Linked DNA regions of Gossypium hirsutum: region 1 is linked to region 2. The links are chromatin contacts, called in public Hi-C maps. All regions are on one chromosome and are shown on one strand. Each heading gives the region's core, a stretch centred on a gene start, on an enhancer-like site or on the middle of the called end of the contact. The rest is flanking DNA. Distances are from core to core; before and after follow the strand shown.

Evidence for each region. A called contact is a pair of places that touch in the nucleus more often than the background predicts.
Region 1: a Hi-C map of leaf shows a contact between it and region 2, with 2.4 times the contacts expected there. The contact joins the enhancer-like site here to the promoter of LOC107893801 in region 2. A contact is called at or near these places in 2 of 34 Hi-C or Micro-C datasets (both in leaf).

The regions. Positions count from the first base shown.
Region 1 is chrA13:28,393,660-28,398,457 of Gossypium_hirsutum_v2.1, forward strand. No RefSeq gene overlaps it. Among protein-coding and RNA genes, the nearest start is that of LOC121212291, 12 kb to the left of the region's middle. Within about 2 kb of position 2,717, at least 2 of the 9 cell types and tissues checked have an H3K27ac peak or open chromatin away from gene starts, as enhancers often do. A contact at or near this core is called in leaf, where this site is marked.
Region 2 is chrA13:27,506,113-27,511,231 of Gossypium_hirsutum_v2.1, forward strand. LOC107893801 (truncated transcription factor CAULIFLOWER A-like) reads right to left here and starts at 1,388. Exons shown (of 9, transcript NM_001326817.1): 1 at 1,204-1,388. The coding sequence starts at 1,388.

The DNA of each region.
Region 1 (4,798 bases), core at 1,467-3,966, 890 kb after region 2:
TATATTTTGTAAAATTATCTCAAACCCCTTATAAACAATTTTGGCTTTACTCTGTGATATGAGATTCCGGGATAAGATTTCGCATTTATATTTCAAACATTACCTTGAGTAAGTAATCTCACATTCTTAATCATGACAAAATTTCTGAATATAGAATTGAAAAAACTCAAGTACCATTTTAAATATCGAAGTCAAACTCAGGTATCAAATTGAACATTTAAGCCAAACTCAAATAGTATATTAACAATTTTCAAATATATTGTCTCAAATTTATGAACTTTAACTAGGAATTTAGTCATATTGTCAACAATATTTCAATTTGGTATGTTTATTTTTTTTAATTTAACTCAAACAAATTTATTCAGGCTTGACTCAAATTTTATTTCATTTAACTCAATTTAAAAAAATTCAAATAGAGATGAAAAAATAAAACTTGTCAACTTAACAAACTTAAAATTTTTCACTCAATTCAATTCGATTAAATGTTTATCCCTAATTTCAATTATAATTAATTTATTGTTATTATTATAAGTTGAGAAATTAATATTTATTTTATTATATTACATTATGTCTATTAAATTTTGGGATGTTTTTTTTATAACAATTTACCATGCTTTTTTTTATCATTTTAGTCCTTTAACAAATAACATGTTCTAAAACTTAAAAAAAAAAAACTTTTTCTTTTCTTTTCTTTTCTTGCCACTTTAATTAAAGGATAAGCCATAGTTACTTATTACCATTTCCGATTATTAATTTGAGAAAGAGATATAGAATTTATTTACCAGATAACTATGCACATTTATTCATCAGTAAAATAAAATACTACAAGTTTTAACCTTTATGTAGTAAATAATGAAAAAAACCAAATTCTATAGGGAGAATTTAGTAAAATATACTTTTAGATATACATTATGTTAATTAAATAGTAAAATTTTACATTCCAACCAACTTAACCAAAAAGGCTAATGTAACAAACCCGTAATGTGTTAAAATAATTTTACATTTCAATAATCTTATTACGATAAGTAATATTACATTCGTGAACCAAACACCTCATGAATGTCAACTCTAATTTGAAATTGAATATATCTAAAATATATTGATCAAATTGAAAACGTGTGAATATCTTTTGTATAAACAACTTAGATCTAACACGTTAAAAATTAACTATTTTAAAATTTATTAACATTGTTTGAAATAATTGTTTTAAAATTTATTTAAATTGTTTGTTTTTTAAATGTGTTTGATCTAAGTTGTCAATAGGTATATACATATTTACATTTCAATCCACGTGTTTTAAATATACGAGTAAACTACACGTAAGATCACTAAAATATTAGTAAGTTTACATTTTGGTCACTCAACTTCAAAAAGTTACAAAATAGTCATTAAACTATTCGAAAATTTTCATTTTCAATCATTGAACTATTCAAAAGCTTGTATTGAAGTCGCTAGACTACTAAGTTTTTTTAAAAAAGCTTGGCTAGAAAGCTCTAAAGGATGATTCGACGATCAGTACGGTGGATTAGTATCCATCGACGAGTAGAAGATATAGCTTAGACCCAAGTCGACCTAACAATCCGTGTCAGAGATCGGAGAAAAAAACTGTTTGGATTTTGACTCGCAAATTCATGACGTTTAAAATTGTTTCATGAAAATAACTAAACTGTAGAAGGAAAGGGAAACCAGGAAAGGGATGCTTTAGATTAGTGTAGGCGATGCGAACAAAGGTCATATAATAGCGACTTTAATAGTCTAGTGACTTAAATAAAAACTTTTGAATAGTTTAGTGACAATTTTTAACTTTTTTAAAGTTGAGTGACCAAAACGTCAACTTACTAATAATTTAATGACATTGAGTGTAGTTTACCCTAAATATATTTCACACCATATTTGAAATGGCATTTAATATCTAAATTGATAAATAGGTTGATGAAAGGATCTATTGATACAATACTAATATTTCAATAACTCAATTAGAACGGTTTGAATTTTAAAAACCCATTTAAAATCCAGATATTAGCATAGTAATATTTGATGCAATTAGCTCCTTTAATGGACTGATAGTACAAAAAGTTATTAAATATAAATATAATAAATATTGTCTTTGACTTATATAGGTGGTGGTTAAAACTTTTATCAGACATCCGTTTGACATAGATTCGAACCGTGATACTCTCACTCTCTACCCCATTATATTATCAAAAAAATATATAATAAATACTAAATTAGTAACGCTTATAATATGATTGAAAAGAAATTGTATGTAAAAAATTACATTTATAAAAAATTATATAAAAAAGATTAATGGATTTTTGTTGAAATAGTAAACTAAAACATTGAAAAGCTTAAAAGCTCAAGTCTCATTATGGCTTTCGAGTTTAAATTGTTTTTTTATAAATTTTATATAAAAATATAAAAACTTCTTATAATAATTTTATGATTCAATAAAAAAAAATTTTAATTAATTAATCAACTTAATATAATGTATGAATATACCTCATTTAATTTTTGCCTCAAGAATCCATTTAATTTTTCGAAAAAATTAAAAATGAAAAAAGAAGCACGAGTTTCAACTTTCAAGTTTCACCTGATAATTAAACAATTTAAAGGGAAAAGAAAGCAGGCAATTGCAATCACAATCAAGGAGACAGTGAAGCAGGGGATAAGGAAACGTGTCGAGGTGTGATTGGGTTAGGACAGTCGATCGAACTCTTCTTTTCTTCTTGGGTTTAGAACTTGTCTTACAGGATATGAATGTCCACAGTTCTGTCCCAACAACCTGGACTCTTGCAGCTACTACTACACGTGTCGACTACACAACTATGAACCCATCTATCTTTGAATTAGGGTTCATATCTTCTACATCACAGCTTTTTCTTAAATTTCTATTTATTCCCTTTTATGCCTTTCTTTCTTATTTTCCAATTTCACAATCATAATTGTTTAAAATCAGGAAATTTGTACTTGGTTAATCATAAATACATAGTTTTTCTGTTCAAAACTTCACACCATTGGATTCAACTACTACTATTTGGTTTTTCTCTCCTTAGGGTAACCAAATATCCATTTCAATCATAAGTTAAAAGTTAAAAAAACAATAATATTTTATTTTATAATATAAAATTAAATATTTTACATGAAAATTTATTTTTCAAGAAATTATATAAGAGTTATTGATAATTTTTATGTACTTGAAAAATTATTTTTCAAGTATCTTTATTTTCTCCTATATTATTAGTGGAATAAAAAAAACTCTAAAAACGCGTTTAGGATGGTGTCATAGGATGCTATCAAATGTCTTTATTATTGATGAAAAATAAATGATGATGCTAATAATAATATTAATAATACTTGTAAAATTATTCCGCTTTTTTCTTTTTCTTTTCTTAATAGATTTCTTTTGCATGTATCTATTTATGTGTGTGAATTGATTGGGATAATATTTTAGTTTAAATATTCTAATTATTATCATCAGCTAATTCGGAGCAAAGGCATATATTAACTCTTGGATATCTATATTCTAATAAGTTTTACATTTTTACATATGACAAATGTGGATTTAAATAATAAATATTCAAATCTACTTTATTTTTACAAATAATATATTTAGATATTCAAATTCACTATTTAAATTTTTATTTTAAATTTTTTTTTACAATTACTAAATGAGATTAGCAACTTTGACATGAATTTTATTTAATTTTACTCGAATTTGATGCAAATAATAAATAAATTTAAATTTTAAATTAAATTTATGAATTCGAAATAAGATTTTACAAAAAAAATAATCGCAAATATTCAATCCATTGTCTTACTTATAACGTATACCATAACAAGCAAAGAATTCGACTACAACATGTGATGCTACTTAGATGAAAATCGACAGTTTGAAACACTATTCAGAATTAATAATGAAATATTATCAAATAGTAATATGTAAGGTTTGAATCATGAATGGCCTTGCATTAGATGTTCTACTTATCTATTTTTTATATTTTAAGAATTAATTAAAGAGATGTATCGTCTTTTTAATCTCGTTTATAAAGTTAAAAAACTCTACCGCTAATATATTAAATAATTATCCATTATGCCTAACCACATTAAAAATAAATAAACTTTTCTCCTTTGGATGCTACTTAGAGCGGCTTAATTTCTAATCTAAGAACCAAAATACCACCCTATGCATTTATATCAATCCCCATACATATGTATAGCCAGAGGGCACTAATTTGTAGCCATGGATCATTTCTATTTAGCTTTTGTGGTCAAGGGGTACTTTTTCTTTCCTTAAAAAGGTAAAGCATAAAGCATATCACATGCAATACTAGATACTCTAATTAATAAAACCCTTTTGCCTATGTAATTTGTATTTTAAGTTTTTCAAGGAATAGACACACATATATATATTACAATGGGATTCGTATGATAATAAATACCCTTAAATTTATATGGTAGATTAAAATTGAATTATAAATTTTTAAGATAACATAAAATTTTATAATTTTAAAAGCTTGATTCTGCTTAAGATATCTTTAATTCTGCTTATAAAATTGAAAAAAATAAAATTCTTTGGTAATGCATGAATACAAATTGTAGCCAGAAAAGATGGAAATGAAAGAACAATGCTTTGAATGGTGCTAGTCTTAAAGGGCAATAATACATGTCTTTTCCTAAACCTTTGTTTAACTTTTTCAAAAACCCACAACATGTTTGTGATTTAGAAGGTCAAAAAAGAGGACCCAAGAAAAAAGATTGGATATGAGAAGTTTATATGGTATATTCCTTCGTATGTGAA
Region 2 (5,119 bases), core at 138-2,637:
AAAAAATAACTATTCTCAATCAAAATAATGAAAAAAAAGGATATATGCATCAAATATCAATTAATTTAAATTCAGATAATTACCATAAATAGACAGACACCATATCTATAATATATAACTGAAGAACTTGAATCACAAATTGCAGAGTTTTCTTTTCCTAGTTATCAAGGCTTATAAATAATTTTTCCTTTATTCTTTTTCTCACTTGAACCAGTAACTGGCTATTGGTGACATATATGTAACCAAATCAGCTAAAAGAAGAGCCCATTGGAATATGTAAATTTTAGAAAGCAGTTTATTAGCTTGTTTAGGGTTCAAAAAGGAAACTCCCTCTGTACAAAAATTGTCAAATCCCTAATTTTCTAACTACCAAAAAGGTACCTCTTTTTGGCCTTGGACAGTTGTTGGATCAAAGAGTTCTCAAAAGCCAAAGAGGGTCTAGGCCTTAAGAACTGGTGAAGAAGAAGAAGGAGATACATGTATAGCAGTTGTTGCTTGTAAGGACTAAAAGGAAACACACAAAGGAGAGAAGATGACAAAGATAGTAGCTCTGTTCCAAAACCAAAAAAATAAATTGTAAAAACAAATTTATTTTCAGAAAAAACATAGCCATATTTTTTAGGTTTTCTTTTACTATCTTTAGAAGAAAATATGTTTGATAGCATGATTTTTCCTTTTGAGATGACAGAATATAAAATTTATTACAAAGTTCAGTGTTGCTTTTCCCTTCTTTTATAACTTGGTATTAATAATTTAGTCCATAGAATGGATACTTTGTATTTTCTCCTAATTGAGAAAGTTTTAGTTTAAAAAAGGGGAAATTTTTTATTGCTTCTTCTTCATCATCCATTGGTCAATAACCTTGTTTTAGCAAGATGAGACCAAACTTCCCCCTCAAAGCTTTCCATTCTTTTGCTACTTCAACATCTCTGAAACACTTGTAAATTCTATTACTGATATAGTTATAGTCACACTTTTTACTGAACTGTGTAATATTCTTTAATTTTTTTTTCACCTGTTATAACCATTGCATGAAATCCAGGAGAAACTGCTAATGACAGTGCCTCAAAAACCACTTTCATAAACATCTATTTCAGTTTCAAAGCCAAAAAAAAAAAAGTAACTTTATCTTTGTTTCTCAAAACCTTGGAGAATACTTTAAAAAAATTAAAAAGAAAACAGAATGAAGGGGGAAGGAAATACCAGGAATCAGTGGAGTATTCAAAGAGCTTCCCTTTGTGGGAGAAGACAATCAAAGCGACCTCAGCATCACACAAGATGGAGATCTCATGAGCTTTTTTCAACAACCCAGCTCTCCTTTTGGAGAAAGTAACTTGCCTGTTGATCTTGTTCTCAATCCTCTTCAACTGAACCCTACCTCTCCCCATTTTCTTTTTTTATAACCTTAAAAAATTGGGGGGAAAAAACCCAGATCCTAAAAAGGAAGAAGAAGGAGGAGGAAGATGGAGTAAAGTTAAATACCCAAGTTGGAAAAAAAAATTCTTTTGCTAAATGTGAAGTATATCTGAGAAAACATGCACAACATATATAGAAATGGAAATGCAGGGAAAAAATAGGAAAAAGAAAAAAAAAAGTGGTTTTAGGGAAAGGGAGTGGATTTGTAGATAAAACCAGAGTGGTTTATTAAGAATGTGCTGTCGGTCCCTCATTGGTTAACATGACTGTTCAGTCGTTACTGTCTCATGTTGGAACCACAATTTTATTTCTTCTTTTTATTAAAAAAAATAAGGTGTTTTCTTCATATAGCCTATAGATACCGTCAGAAGCTGTACGGAGACCCCTCGCTGTCACACACTCACACAGCTGACGGCGGAGATTTTCTTTTTCTCTCTTAAACCCAAATAAATTATAATGCATAGGTTTATTATTGGAAAAATAACAATCTTGTACGGAAACAAATTTTAATGTAGTTATGAAATGATTCAAATTATTAAAATATAGAAAAATAATAATACTGTACGAGGTAAAATTCACACGTAATCTAGTCTTATTTTCATTTTTTTATTATTGATTAATAGATTGATGGACATCATTCCAATAATAAATTGATGTAATTAATTTTTTTTACATTAATTAAAATTTTTATTAATACCAATCATACTAGCTTTTTCCATCCAATTCTGATCATGCCAACCAAAACATTGCACAGTAATACATAAATAATTTAAAAAATATAAAATTTCTATTTCTTTACAGTTATGGTAATAAATGATAAAAATTTTCATTAAAATTTTTGCATCATTAGATGCATAAATATTTTATATACATATATTAAATATATTTTTAAAAATGTCAATAAATTTGAAACAATTCATCAAAACAAACCCATATCAATATGCACCAATTTTAATGGAAAAAATGATGTATCTACTAGTATGTACTAACTACCTTGATTTATTATGTTTCATATTTTTTAAAAATATTTTTGGTAAACTACACTTATAGTCACTCAAAAATAAGGTTTGTCTATTTGGTCACTCCAAATTTTTTTCTCAATTTAATCATTCTAAATAAGATAAGTGTGTGAATTAATCACCACCATTAAATTTTTTGTTTCATTTTAATAGATTGTTGATGGGGCACATTAATACATTGAGTGACTGACACATAGCTTTTTTGTTGACTTTTTACTAACGCTTACGAACCTCGATCGTTATAATTAGTCCAAAACTTTTTTCCCTAAACTTTAGTCAATAGTCAAACATAAAAATGTCATGTGTCTATCACACAATGGGCTAATATACCAAGTCAGCAACCTATTAAAAAGAAATAACAATTAATATGACTAATTCACACAATTATCTTATTTAGGATAATTAAATTGAAAAAAAAATGAAACGATAAAAAATTGAGGTTTTGATCATATTTGCTCTTTTTGACACAATATATAAAACTACCCAAAGTCCCTCTCTAACCTATAAATAAGAGGATAATGCGTTTCAGCGCACTCGAACCTACGTCCTCATGCATTTACAATAATGTTCATATCAATCAAACTAATACTCAACTAACAATTGACTTCACTTTTTAAAAAACCTATGTTCTTTTTAAAAGAGAAACCTCCTACAAATAAATTGATTTTTATATAATAATTAACTTAAATGACTATTGTTTTAATAATAATTTTTTAATTTTAATTTTATAATTATTTGAAAATATTAAATATTGATCTTAAATATTATAATTTGCAATATTGTCAACACATATATTTATATATAATAGTACAATAAACATTAATGTTAATTATTATTTTAATAAAATTATTTAATATTACAATTTTATTCTAATATAAAATTTAACATCAATAATAATGTTAAATTTTAAATTTTAAATAATATTCTTAATATCTAATAAAAATGTTTTATATTAATATTTTAATAATGAATTTATATTTCACTTTGTAAATATTTAGCAATAAATATTTTATATTATAAAACATAAATATTTTAGTAATTTATTTATTCCTTTTAGCTTCAATATACCAATATTCACTTTTATGCATGTAATATATATAACTTCGAATTATTTTTTAACTAGGCATTGGGCATTATTAATTCTATATAAAATATTATAAAATATTATTTTATTACAAAAATAAATTTTAATTATCAAAAGAAAATAATTCTATAATATTTTATAACAAATATAATTTATATTACAACTTTTAAAAAATAATTTCAGAAAAAAATATTGAATAATATAAAATATATTATGTAAAACCATAAAAGCCACCAGAGCCCATATGTTTAAATTCATCAATTTTAAAGGACAAAATATATGTTTTTTTATTTTATTTCGAAGGATAAAATACAATTTCATCGTATAATAATTTATAAGTTGAGTGAAATAAAAAATAATTTTTCATTTTTAGGACCAACCCTTAAATACACTCCTGATATGTATAAAATATAAAACCAACTCACTTACCTTTAATGTGTTTGTTTCCTCTCTGAATTTATTTTAAGAAAAACAAAATAGGGTTAAGGAATTTTATAACAAAATAAGTCTAACTTTGTGCTGCCTTTAATTTATACATATAATGAAACTAGCTCCTTTTGTGGTGAAAGTAAATAGGTATATTGTAGTCATTTTAAACTATTTTTCACTTAATTTTATTTAATTGATTATCTGTTTATACATTATAAAATTATGGAGCCACCAAGATTAAATAGGGGTAATATGGTCATTTTATGAAAGTAAATAAGTTGTATTGTATTTTCACTTAATTCATTATCTGTTAAAAAGTCATTAATTAAATAATATTTTTATAATCGAAAAAGATTCAGTCTATAAATTTGACCTTCGCTAATTGACACCAACTCTTTTCCGGTTTTGTTCATCTCCATCTTCATCTGTGTAGTTTTCAAAACCAAAGCAATGTCTCAGGTAAAATTTTCCTTTTTTCGTTATTATTTTTTTACTTGGCTGAATCATCAAAGATTTCTGCTTAGTTATTTTCAGAAATTTATGGGTATCTTATTTATAATAATACCAGCTCTTTTTTGAGCTATTAGGAATAAATAGGGTATTGTATAATTTATTTTTCAAAATATTAATTCAAAATATTTTATTTATTCTCATTAAACATCAAATAAAATTTTACTTTTTTAATTTATTATTTTTATTAAAAATCCATTTAAATTTCGGTTTCATTATTTTGTATTGAAATTTTAATTTTAGTCTAATTGTTAATGAAACTTCATTTTTGTTATTATTATTATTATAAATACAAATGATTTTAGTTTGTGCATATTTAGTTATCAACTTGATTCAATCCCTTCTTGCTTGCAGACAACACTGATGTTTTCTTGATTACATTGAAATGAATTTGGATATTTTTATTGTACAACAATTCGACGATGAAAAACAAGCGTTTAATGAATGTTTCATATATATGATTTTCTTTCTTTTTTTTTCCCTTTCAGATTAGCATTCAAAGATATAAGAAATGGGTTGAAATCTCAAACATTATGCTTTGATGTTGGTGGTATAAATAACAAGATAATAAAAGTAGAGAAAACTGAACATAAATATTTTATGTAGAAAAACTACAGGGAAAGAAGTCTTCGACTTTTCACTAAATAAGTAAGTAAACGAG